Regions from separate parts of the Mus musculus genome. Here region 2 is linked to region 1. The links are chromatin contacts, called in public HiChIP or PLAC-seq maps. All regions are on one chromosome and are shown on one strand. Each heading gives the region's core, a stretch centred on a gene start, on an enhancer-like site or on the middle of the called end of the contact. The rest is flanking DNA. Distances are from core to core; before and after follow the strand shown.

Region 1 (5,782 bases), core at 95-2,594:
TACAAGTGTGAGTTTTTTCTTTCTTCTTTGGGTTTGTTTGAAGCATGACTCCATGGAGCTAACTCTAGCCATGAACTCAATCTACAAAGAGCCAGGATTACAAGCATGCACATACAGCCACAGATTTTGTTTAAAAAGAGAAAAAAAAAAAAGATGTGTATGAGAGTTTTGTCTGGTTGAGTATATGGTACACTACTTTTCTGTCTGGTGCCTGGGAAGGCTAAGAGGGCATCAGACCCTCTGAAAGAACAGCCAGGGCTCCAAGCCACTGAGCCATCTCTCCACTACCATAGGTGTATTCTTAGACCAAAGCTAATTCAAGAGAAGGCGTAGTAATCTGAGAGATAGGTGATGTGCTTGGTTTTAGGGTTTTCTGTTGTTGTTGCTGTTTGTTTGAGACAATCTCTCACGTAGCTGAAGCAGCCTCAGATTCCCTTAGTAACCTAAGCTGACTTACAATTCTGATCCTTCTTCTTCCGTGTCCTGGTGCTGGGGCTAGAACCCAGGGCTCTGTGCATTCTAGGCCAGCACTCTACATCCCCGCCTCTTAAAATACGTTAAATGGATAAAATTAAACTTTTTTTGAGGTGCTGAGAATCAAACTCATGGCTCATATCAGCAAGTGATCTACCACTAAGCTACACCCTTAGCCTGAAAATCATACATTTAAATGCAGTAGGGTACGGGGCTAAAGAGGTGGCCCAGCAGTTAAGAGCACTTGTTGCTCTTCCAGAGGACCCAGATTCAGTTCCCTGCACCCACCTGGCAAGCTGTACCACTGCTATCATGCAGTAGACAAGGGCAGGAAACACGGCAGTAAAAATACCCTATCTACCGACCCACCCTCAACAATGAGACAAAGTAACTAGTCTTGAAACCTAGCCAAATTACTAATAACTACCATGGTGATGCTTAAAGAAAATGCTTCCCACCTCCTGAAGCCTTCCTGCCACTGAAGCACCCCACCCAGCTCCATTCTCTGCACAAGACCTCTGAATCACTACATCCATCCTGTGCCACCCAGATCCTTCCAGTTCAGCCCGGCTTGCATGTGAAGCTCGGAGATCTAGAAGCCACTTCATTGCCTGGCACGATGTGTTAGTATTCTGTGGTAGGTAACTTCACAAAATGAGGCGCTACTGTCCCCCATTCCACGAGTCCTTACATTGATACTCTGATACTCTGTCTTTGAGAGGGAAGACTGCGTTTTCTTTGGAGGCTAGATAATCGGAGGCAGTGCAGCTTTCTGCTTTTTTGGAATGCTGGCTCTCAGTGCCCAGTCATATGCCAGGAAAAACTCCAGGCAGCTGGTGAAAAAGCCCATGCGGAGAGGAACATGGACTGAGCCCGGAACTCAGATGCACTCTGGGCCAGGAGCCAGCACTTCCTTGCCAGTCATGGAGTGCACTGGCTTGAAAACCAGATCTTGCAGCCTCCAGCCTGCTATCCTGACTAATCCACAGAGTGAGAGGTGAAGCAAGATTCATGAGCAACATAAATGATGACGTGTTCCTAACAAAGGAGCAAATTAATAAGCACAAAACTCATTTTACCAAGATAATACTTTTTGGTAGATTTTCTTGTTGTTGTTGTTGTTGTTTGTGTTTTCAAGACAGGGTTTCTCTGTGTAGCCCTGGCTGTCCTGGAACTCATTCTGTAGACCAGGTTGGCCTCGAACTCAGAAATCTGCCTGCCTTTGCTTCCCAAGTGCTAGGATTAAAGGCATGCACCACCACTGCCCGGCTTGGTAGATATTTTTTATTGATTTAAAATTTTTAGTATATATACTAAATATATACATATATGTGTGGATATGTGCACATGAGTGTAGGTAACTGCGGCATCCAGAAGAGGGCATGAGATCCCCTGGAGCTGGAGTAGAAGCAATAGTAGTAAGACAGTTGTTGTGAGTGCTGAAAATTGATCTAAAGTCCTCTCAAAGAAAAATAGTTCTGAGCCATCTTTCCAGCCCCAGTACCTTTTTTTCTTTAAAAAAGACATGATCTTTGGGGTGGGACTAGCTCAGTTGACAAAGTGCTTGCCTTAAAACCACAAGGACCTACCTGAATTTGATCCCCCAAATCCATCTAAATGTCAAGTGTTATGGCACTCTTGTGTAATTCCAATTCCAATACAGGAGGCAGAGCCAAGGAGGGTCCCTTGGTTAGTCAATGGTTAGTCAATCTAGCCTAATTGATGAACTCTAGGCCAATGAGAGCCCCTTCCTCAACAAATGTGGACAGTATTCCTGAGAAGGATACCCAAGGTTGTCCTCTTGACTGCCACAGGCACCCACCCACATGTACACCTGCATAGTCTTCTACACTAACATGCATACACATGCATAGAGAGGATGGCATGTGTTGGTTAGGCTGCTTTCAAACTCCCAAGCACAAACAATTCTACCACAATACCATTATGCCTGGAAAAATTCTAATTTTGTTTTTGTTTTTAAAGATCTATTTTTATTGTGTATATGCACATGCAGGAAGAGGGTGTGTGTGTGTGTGTGTGTGTGTGTGTGTGTGTGTGTGTGTGTACAGGTACCCAAGGAGTCAGATTCCCCTGGTATTAGATTTACAGGCTATTAGTAGCTACCTGTTATGTGTGCTGGGTACTGAACTCAAGTCCTCTGTAAAAGCAGGATGCCCTCTTAACCACTGAGCCATTTCTCCAGCCCCCATATTTTGAGATAGTGTTTTACTCTGTAGTTCTGGCTAGCCTGGAACTCTTGTAGCTAGCCTAAATTGGCCCTGCACCTCTAGTAGTCTACCTCTGCCTCTTGAACGTTGGAATTAAACGTCACAGTCATTGAAGAAGATCTCAGAAGATGAATTGGCAGAATTAACATAGTAAAAATGGCCATCTTACCAAAAGCAATCTACAGATGCAATGCAATCCCCATCAAAATTCCAATTCATTTCTTCATAGAGATAGAAAGAGCAATTCTCAAATTCATTTGGAACAACAAAAAACCCAAGATAGCAAAACTATTCTCAACAATAAGAGAACTTCTGGGAGAATCACCGTGCTTGACCTCAAGCTGTTCTACAGAGCAAGAGTGATAAAAAAAAAATACTGCACGGTATTGGTACAATGACAGGCAGGTAGATAAATGGAATAAAACTAAAGACCCAGAAATGAACCCACACACCTGTGGTCACTTGATCTTTGACAAAGAAGCTAAAACCATCCAGTGAAAAAAAGACAGCATATTCAACAAATGGTGCTGGCTTAAGTGGAAGTTGGCCTGTAGAAGAATGCAAATCAATCCATTTTTTTTAAGATTTATTTTTATTTGTTTAAAGATTTGTTTATTTATTTTATGTACGTGAGTACACTGTAGCTGTACAGATTGTTGTGAGTCTTCATGCGGTTGTTGGGAATTAAATATTAGGACCACTGCTCACTCTGGTCAATCCCACTTGCTCCAGTTGGCCTAGCTCACTCTGGTCAACTCTGCTCGCTCAGTCCCTGCTTGCTCCAACCCAAAGATTTATTTATTATACATTAGTACACTGTAGCTGTCTTCAGATGCACCAGAAGAGGTGTCAGATCTCATTATAGGTGGTTGTGAGCCACCATGTGGTTTCTGGAATTTGAGCTCAGGACCTTCAGAAGAGCAGTCAATGCTCTTACCTGCTGAGCCATCTCACCAGCCCCCAAATCAATTCATTCTTATCTCCTTGTACAAAGCTCAAGTCCAAGTGGACCAAGGATCTCCACATAAAACCAGATACTCTGAATCTAATAGAAGAGAAAGTGGGAAAGAGCCTTGAACACATTGGCACAGGGAAAATTTTCCTGAACAGAACACCAATGGCTTATGCCCTAAGATCAACAATCGACAAATGGGACCTCATAAAATTGCAAAACTTCTGTGAGGCAAAGGACACTGTCAATAGACAAAACGGCAACTCACAGATTGGGAGAAGATCTTTACCAACCTTACATCCAAGAGAGGGCTAATATCCAAAATGTACAAAGAACTCAAGAAATTAGACTCCAGAGAACCAAATAACCCTATTGAAAATGGGGTACAGAGCTAAACAGAATTCTCAACTGAGGAATCTCGCATGACTGAGAAGCACTTAAAGCAATGTTCAACATCCTTAGTCATCAGGGAAATGCAAATCAAAATGACCCTGAGATTCTATCTCACACCAGATAAAAAACTCAGGTGACAGCAGATGCTGGAGAGGATGTGGAGAAAGAGGAACACTCTTCCATTGTTGGTGGGATTGTAAGCTGGTACAACCACTCTGGAAACCAGTCTGGTGTTTCCTCAGAAAATTGGACATAGTACTACCTGAGGACCCAACTATACGACTCCTGGGCATATACCCAGAAGATACCCCAACATGTAATAAGGACACATGTTCCACTATGTTCATAGCAGCCTTATTTTATAATAGCCAGAAGCTGAAAACAACACAGTTGTCCCTCAATAGAAGAATGGATACAGAAAATGTGATACATTTACACAATGGAATACTACTCAGCTATTAAAAACAATGAGTTCATGAAATTGCAGGCAAATGGATGGAACTAGAAAATATCATCCTGAGTGAGGTAACACAGTTACAAAAGAACACACATGGTATGCACTCACTGATAAGTGAATATTAGGGAAAAAGCTCGGAATACCCATGATTCAACTTACAGACCATATGAAAGTCAAGAAGAAGGAAGACCAAAGTGTGGATGCCTCAGTCCTACTTAGAAGGGGGAACAAAATAATCACAGGAGCCAGAGGGTGGGAAGGACTTGGGAGGAAGAGAGGAGGGAGAGAGGAAAAAAGTGGGGACAGGATCAGGTGTGGGAGGAGACGGGGGAGATGTACAGAGGGTCAGGAAATTGAACAGAGCTATGTAGCAGTGGGGGATAGGGAATTGGGGGTAGCCAACAGAAAGTCCCAGATACCAGGAAAGCAAGAGTCTCCCAGGACCCAACGAGGGTGACATTAGCTGAAATACCCAACAAAGGAGAGAGAGGACCTGTAGAAACCATATCCAGAGGTTAGGCACTGGCCCTGGTTGAGGGATGGGGCAACCCATCCTTCTCAAAAATTTAACCCAGAATTGCTCCTGTCTAAAGGAAATACAGGGACAAAGAGTGGAACAGATACTGAAGGAAAGGCTGTCCAGAGACTGCCCCACCTGAGGATCCATCCTATATGCAGCCACCAGACACTATTGCTGGTGCCAAGAAATGCTTGCTGACAGGAGCCTGATATGAATGTCTCCTGAGAGGCTCTGCTAGAGCCTAACCAATATGGATGCAGATGCTTGCAGCCAACCATTGGACTGAGCACAGGGACCCCAGTGGAGAAGTTTAGTTTCTGGTGGTGTTGGTGATCAAACCAAAGGCCTCAATTATATTTGTTAAATGTACTACCGAGGATCTGCAAACCCATCCTCTCAGGTGGGCTGAATGAAATATGTAGGAATGAAAAATAATCAACAGGCATTACTGAAATATTTATAGAACCACGGGCTCTGCCTAATACATGCCTGCTATTCTAAGAAACATTTTGATCAGGCATGATGGCACATGACTGTATTCCCAGCTCTTGGGATAATGATGCAGGAGCATTGCTGTGAGTCTGAGGCCAGCCTAGACAATAAGACTGTCTCCAAAAACAAAACAACCAAAGAAAGGAGGAGAATGTGGGGCATAGTGGTAATACCTTTCATTCCATCTCTCAGGAAACAGAGACAACTGGATGAAGGTCAAGAAGAAGGAAGACCAAAGTGTGGATGCCTCATTCCTACTTAGAAAG
Region 2 (5,744 bases), core at 628-3,127, 38 kb after region 1:
CCCTGGACCTGGAGTTACAGATGGTTGTGAGCTGCCATGTGGGTGCTGGGAATCTAACCCCAGATGCTCTGCAAGAGCAACAATTTCTCTTAACCACTGAGTAAACTCACCAGCCCGTCCTTAGTGGTTTTGTTTTGTTGAGACAGAGTTTCTCTATAGTGTAGCACTGGCTGTCTTGCAACTCCTTATGTAGACCAAGTTGATTTTCATTTGTGTCTGCCCTCTGAGTGCTGAAATTAAAGGTGTGCGCCATCTTGTGCTGCGTCTTCATTGTGGTCTCAGTGGGGTCTCGGAGCATGAGGCCCTTTGGATTTGGGCGGCTATATGATATCCAAAATATAAAAAGATGTTTAACATAAGTAATTATAAAAGGAAAGGGGTTCAGCCACATGGCTCAGTACAAACCTGATGGCCCTCTTCCCTGCGTCCCCTGAGCTTGCAGAGTCTCCATCTCTTCTGCGAGGCCCACTTCGGCTTCCCTGCAGGCACCCGGGGCCAAGCTCCTGCAGGCACCCGGGGCCAAGCTCCTGCAAGCACCACGTTCTGAGGCGCACGGATAACAGATTAATAGTCTATTTTTTTAAAAAAGATTTGTTTTTATTTATATGTATACATGTTTTGTGTGTCTGGGCAAATGAGTGTCGTATGTTTACGGTGCCTTCAGAGGCCAGAAGAGAGCACTGGGTCCCCTTGAACTGTAGTTACAGGTAGTTGTGAGTCCCCTAATTTGGATGTGGGGAACCTAACTCAGGTTCTCTGAAATAGTACGTGCTCTTAAACTGTGGAGCGATCTCTGTAGCCGTAGATGTTCAGGTTCTCCTCCCCTGTCGTTGGGATTGAGTCCATTACTTCCTACATGCCAGGCAAGAGTCCTACTACTAAGCTATAATGCCAACCCTCTTTTTACCTAGACAGGTTTTAAGCCCAGGCTGTCCTTGATTTTGGGATTCTCCTATCTCAGCTTCCCCAGTAGTTTGAGTTACAGGTCTGTGCCACCAGAATGGAAATTTGGTACTCTTGCATCGGCCAGTAGCACAGTTTCAAATGATGTTTTTCTTTTCTTCGAGACAGAGTTTCTCTGTGTAGCATCCTCGAACTCAAGACATCTGCCTGCCCCTGTCTCCTGGGTGCTGGGATTAAAGATGTGGCCACCACTGCCCTGAGAAAGAGTCTTTCCTTTTTGTGCAAGTAATGGGCAAGTTGAGTGACCAGCTAATTCCAGAAACAGAATTCTGAGTTTCTCTTGTAGCTAGTGTCATTGTCCTGTTATCTTGGTCTTGTCAGTATGGACCCTACAATGTGCTAAAGGACTTTCGATTTATTTATTAACTGCATCTGACTCCGTGTTTCTGGGAAGATTAGTTAAGTCAACCATCTAGGAAAACACGAAAGATCCTGGATATAGTGGCCATATAATGAATTGGTTAAATTGCAACAATCTGAAGGCCTGACCATTAAAAACAAAAAGTTCTCAGTATATAAACTACACATTGGAGACGTAGATCTGTTGTAAAGCAGAAAACATCATAAACTGAGATCAGTCTGTGTTTAACTTGGAGTGATGCCTAAAGTGTAACTGTCATCCAGTTAGTTCCGGTTGAATTTCAGGGGAAATCCCACTGGCTGCCAGGGTCTCAGAGTTTAAAAGCACACCGAGGAGAGGTTGGCTCCGGGCGTCACCCAGCCGGGTCACACCAGGGACCCTCGCAGGGCGCCTACGGAAACCGAAGCGGCTTGCTGCGGCTGCGGGAAGGCTGATCGCCGCGGGCGGTGAGATAACAGCCCAAGAGCGCTCAGGATGCTGAGTCCTCCGCCGCTTCCAGTTCGCGACTTGATTTGCGACAGCCTGCTTTGCGGCTCTCGGCGCCTTCTGACTTGACTTACGGCCTTTCCTTCTGTTTTTCTTTGGGCGAGGACTCTGAGCTTGCAGAGTCTCCATTCCTTCTGCGAGGCCCTCTCCGGCTTCCCGGCAGGCACCCGGACCGAGCTCCTGCGTGCACCGCGTTCCGAAGCGCGTGAGTGAGGACGGTCCTCGCCGGGGTGGTTCTAGCGGGGTCGGGGAGCGTGGGGCCTTTCGGATTCGGGCGGCTGCTGGACACGCCCGGCACGGGGGCGTCTCCACCGGGGAGGCCGAGCCCTGAAGCCCCCACGGTTGCGCTGGATCTGGAGGGAGGCGCCTGGTCCGGGGTTGCTGACCGCGTGCTCGGGAGCACCGTGCGACACGCGCGCTGACTGTTAACAGGACTGTCTAGGACAGGGTGAAGTCGGAGGGAGTCGGTGGGGCTGAGAAGAAACTGTGGACTTGAGGAGTTTGACATTCAGGGTAGCCTTTCTGGACTTTGAAAAACGAAGCGTGCATTAGTACGGTTAAATTCACTCCTCGGGGGTGTACAGTTCTCTGGTTACTCATATGCTTGGGGGTTGTGTAACCCCTAGCAACATCGAATTCCATAACATTTTCATCACTCCTAAATAAATCCAGAAGCCACAGTTAGCTCTCCCTCTCACTTTTCCCGTCATCCTAGGACCCCCGTCTGCTTTGTCAGTGAACCTGTTTCACTTGTATGAAATACAGTACTTTGTGTGGGTTTCGGTGGGATCTGTTCCGCAGAATAAAGTTCCGATGTTTGTATCTCGTTTGAATTATCCATCAGTTGATTAAGTTGATGGTCATCTAGGCTGATTCCCCTACATGGCCATCTCAATATTGCTTCTTTAATAAGACCTGGACAATTAACAGCACCAGTTGACATGCCAACTTGGATTGGGGGAGGGGTCTTAAAGGGCCCCGCCCTTAGATGAAGAGCTATACGCAATTAATGACTGTCAGAAAGGGAGAATGGCTTTCCCAGAGATGAACCCCCTAATGGATTACCCAGTACCAAGTGATCAGCCCTAAAATTGTACATGTACATGCTACATTAAACAGACTTAGGGGTTATATTTATTTATTCATATATGTATGTCTCTGTTGTCTGTGTAAAACAAAACAGAAAAAGGCTATGAAGTTGAGAGAGGGATATGAGGGATTGGAGGAGAGAGAGAGGAAATGATGTGAATTATATTTTATTTAAAAAACTGGCTGCTGCTCTTCCCAAGGACCTGGGTTCAATTCCCACCACTCACATGGTGGCTTACAACTGTCTATATCTCTAGTTATAAGGGATACCTTCTTCAGTACTTGTGGTGCACAGATAAGCATGCAGGCAAAACACACATACTTATATAATACAAACATTAATTTTTTTTTTTTTTTTTTTTTGGTTTTTTCAAGACAGGGTTTCTCTGTGTAGACCTGGCTGTCCTGGAACTCACTTTGCAGACTAGGCTGGCCTTGAACTCAGAAATCCGCCTGCCTCTGCCTCCCAAGTGCTGGGATCAAAGGCGTGTGCCACCATCACCTGGCTGTTTTTTTTTTTTTTTTTTTTTTTTTTTTAAAGAATCAAAATTTCTAATCTTTAAAAAAAAATGCAGGCTGGAGAAATGGCTCAGTGGCTAGGAGTAGTGGCTCTTCTTTCAGAGGACCTGAGTTCAATTTCCAGCACCCACATGTCTATAACTTCCATTGCAGAGGACCCAGCACCCTCACATATATGCAGACAAACACCAATGCACATAAACAGTTTTTAAAACAATGTTAGCTGGGTGTGGTGGTACATACCCTTAATCCCAGCACTCAGGAGACTGAGGCAGGTGGATTTCCGTGAGCTCGAGACCAACCTGGTCGACAGAGTAAGTTCCAGAACAGCCAGGGCTACACAGAGAGACCCCCCTACCCCCGAAAGTCACCTCTTTGGCTGGGTTTATTCCATGGTCGTTTGTTTATAGTTGTAATTGTGAATACAACTGTGTTTGTCATTGGTCTGCACAGAGCCTAATGGTTTTTGTGAATTAATTTTGCCTTCTGGTACTTGATTAAAGTGACTGTCAGCTCTGAGACTTTCCTGATGGAGTCTTTGGGTCTCGTGTACAGAGCATGCTGTCTACAATTAAGGGTGCTTTGGCAGCTTCCTTTCCTCTTTCCCTACTTTTTCATTAATTGGTGAGAGACAGGGCCTCTCTCGCACTGGATCAGGCTGCCTCCAAGTGCTGGTTAACGGTGAGTACCATCAGGCCAGGCTTGCATTCTTTTTTTTTTTTTTTTTTTTGTAGCTTTGGCTGTCCCAGAACTGAGAGATCTGCTTGCCTCTGCCTCTGCCTCCCAAGTGCTGGAATTAAAGTCATGGGCCGCCTTGACCAGCTCTGGGTGACAGTTTCACCTAAAATATAGATGGATGCTTTGATGAAATTATAAGACCAAACAGACAAGATATGTTCATTATTTTCAAAATCTAAGTACAGAACGGAGCCGACTTCATTTCTCATGTATGTAGACAGGGTTTGTGGTGATAGCAATTTGAATATGAAGCAAGATTGCCATCCATGTCCCACCCCAGCACTCCCCCACAGGAACAACCTCAAATGTGAGATACACCGACCAAAGTCACCTGGGAAGGGAAAGGAGTTCCTGCCACCTGCCACCAGAAGGCTGTGGGCTGGCCTCTTTCTGGACAAGGCCTTCCTTCTGTGCAGTTTTGGTTTATTCTGATAGAACACTGGACAATATCTGATCTGGACTGAGAAGGCAGGGAGTGGGTACACAGTGAGTTCTAGGGCAGTCTGAATGAGACCCCAACTAGAACAAACAAATGTCCCGTATGTTAATCCCAAAGATGGGAGGAGAAGGACCGTTGACTCACATCATCATGGGCAAGTTAATTAAAGCAAGCAGTTAGTGAAAATAAGCCTTTTCTATTTGTGTACATTGGCTGCCTCCACTTACGGCACGGTTGGAGAGATCAGCATTGGATATGAGGAAGCTAAGACTTTCATAGCTCAAGGGTAGGAGGTTTCCAAGTGTGGGGATTGGCAGGCAAAATAGGCAGAGTTACAGGTGCAGAACAAAGCATAACAAGTAGTTCTAAAGACCTCCTGAAACAAAGACATGGTTGCAAGGTGGGCATAACAAGGTAGTCCTAATAACTGGTATCCATAGCGACCCCTTTGCAACAATGGTGGGTTGCAAGATAGTTATTAACTTTTTGAAACAAAGACATGATTACCATTCCTGGAACAGGCTTACAGAACCATTTGTAGTTAAGGTTGTAGGTGGGACATAGCCCAGTCCTTGAGAAACAGGTTTAATCATGAACAGGAATGAGGCTAGTTTGTCTTTACAATAAGATGGCTTTAAAGCCCAAGATGGAGGCAGGCTGGGTCTTCACATATCTGCCATGAATAATGGGAGTTGGTGGCATAACCACTTCCGTGATTCAGTAGCAAAAAGTCTAGCATGGAATTTTTTTAAAATAGCTTTTAATTATTTTCTGTGGGACTCGCTTGGGTGGTATGTGGGGGTCAGAGGACAGTGTGCAGAAGCCTCTCTTTATTCCACCATGGGTCCCCAGGATTGAACTCTGACTTGGTGGCAAGTACCCTTACCTTCTGAGCTATCTTGCTGGCCCAGGTCTTTTTCTTTCCCTGTGATACATACCCATGCCTCACCCTTTCTTTCCATTGTCCTAGTTGATCCTTTTCTCACTCCTCTCTGTGCTGGTGTGAATCATCACTGTTAAACACGGCCTGCTGGGGAGTAAGTATGATTTTAGTCTTCCTTGCCTCAAGATTTCCCATTCCTGTCTTCAAGCTGATGTAATGGGTTCATACTTTGTAGGTTCTTTATAAACACTGCTGCTGTTTTGAGA

Evidence for each region. HiChIP or PLAC-seq counts read pairs in DNA pulled down with a chosen protein or histone mark.
Region 2: a contact with region 1 is called in an H3K4me3 HiChIP or PLAC-seq map of neural progenitor cells, with 58 read pairs. The contact joins the promoter of Rad52 here to the enhancer-like site in region 1. A contact is called at or near these places in 2 of 39 promoter capture datasets (hematopoietic stem and progenitor cells and macrophages), 2 of 15 datasets of contacts at CTCF or cohesin (CD8 T cells and the NIH/3T3 cell line), 43 of 484 Hi-C or Micro-C datasets (the BV-2 cell line, the C2C12 cell line, the C3H10T1/2 cell line and 29 more), 11 of 115 datasets of contacts at active chromatin or transcription factors (the HPC-7 cell line, bone marrow-derived macrophages, embryonic midbrain and 4 more) and 4 of 9 other capture datasets (adipose tissue, embryonic stem cells, liver and 1 more).

Annotation. Positions count from the first base shown.
Region 1 is chr6:119,863,512-119,869,293 of GRCm38.p6, forward strand. No RefSeq gene overlaps it. Among named protein-coding and RNA genes, the nearest start is that of 3110021A11Rik, 18 kb to the left of the region's middle. Within about 2 kb of position 1,345, at least 66 of the 459 cell types and tissues checked have an H3K27ac peak or open chromatin away from gene starts, as enhancers often do. A contact at or near this core is called in the C3H10T1/2 cell line, brain, cerebellar granule neurons and 6 more, where this site is marked.
Region 2 is chr6:119,900,821-119,906,564 of GRCm38.p6, forward strand. Rad52 (RAD52 homolog, DNA repair protein) reads left to right here and starts at 1,878. Exons shown (of 12, transcript NM_001166381.1): 1 at 1,878-2,015.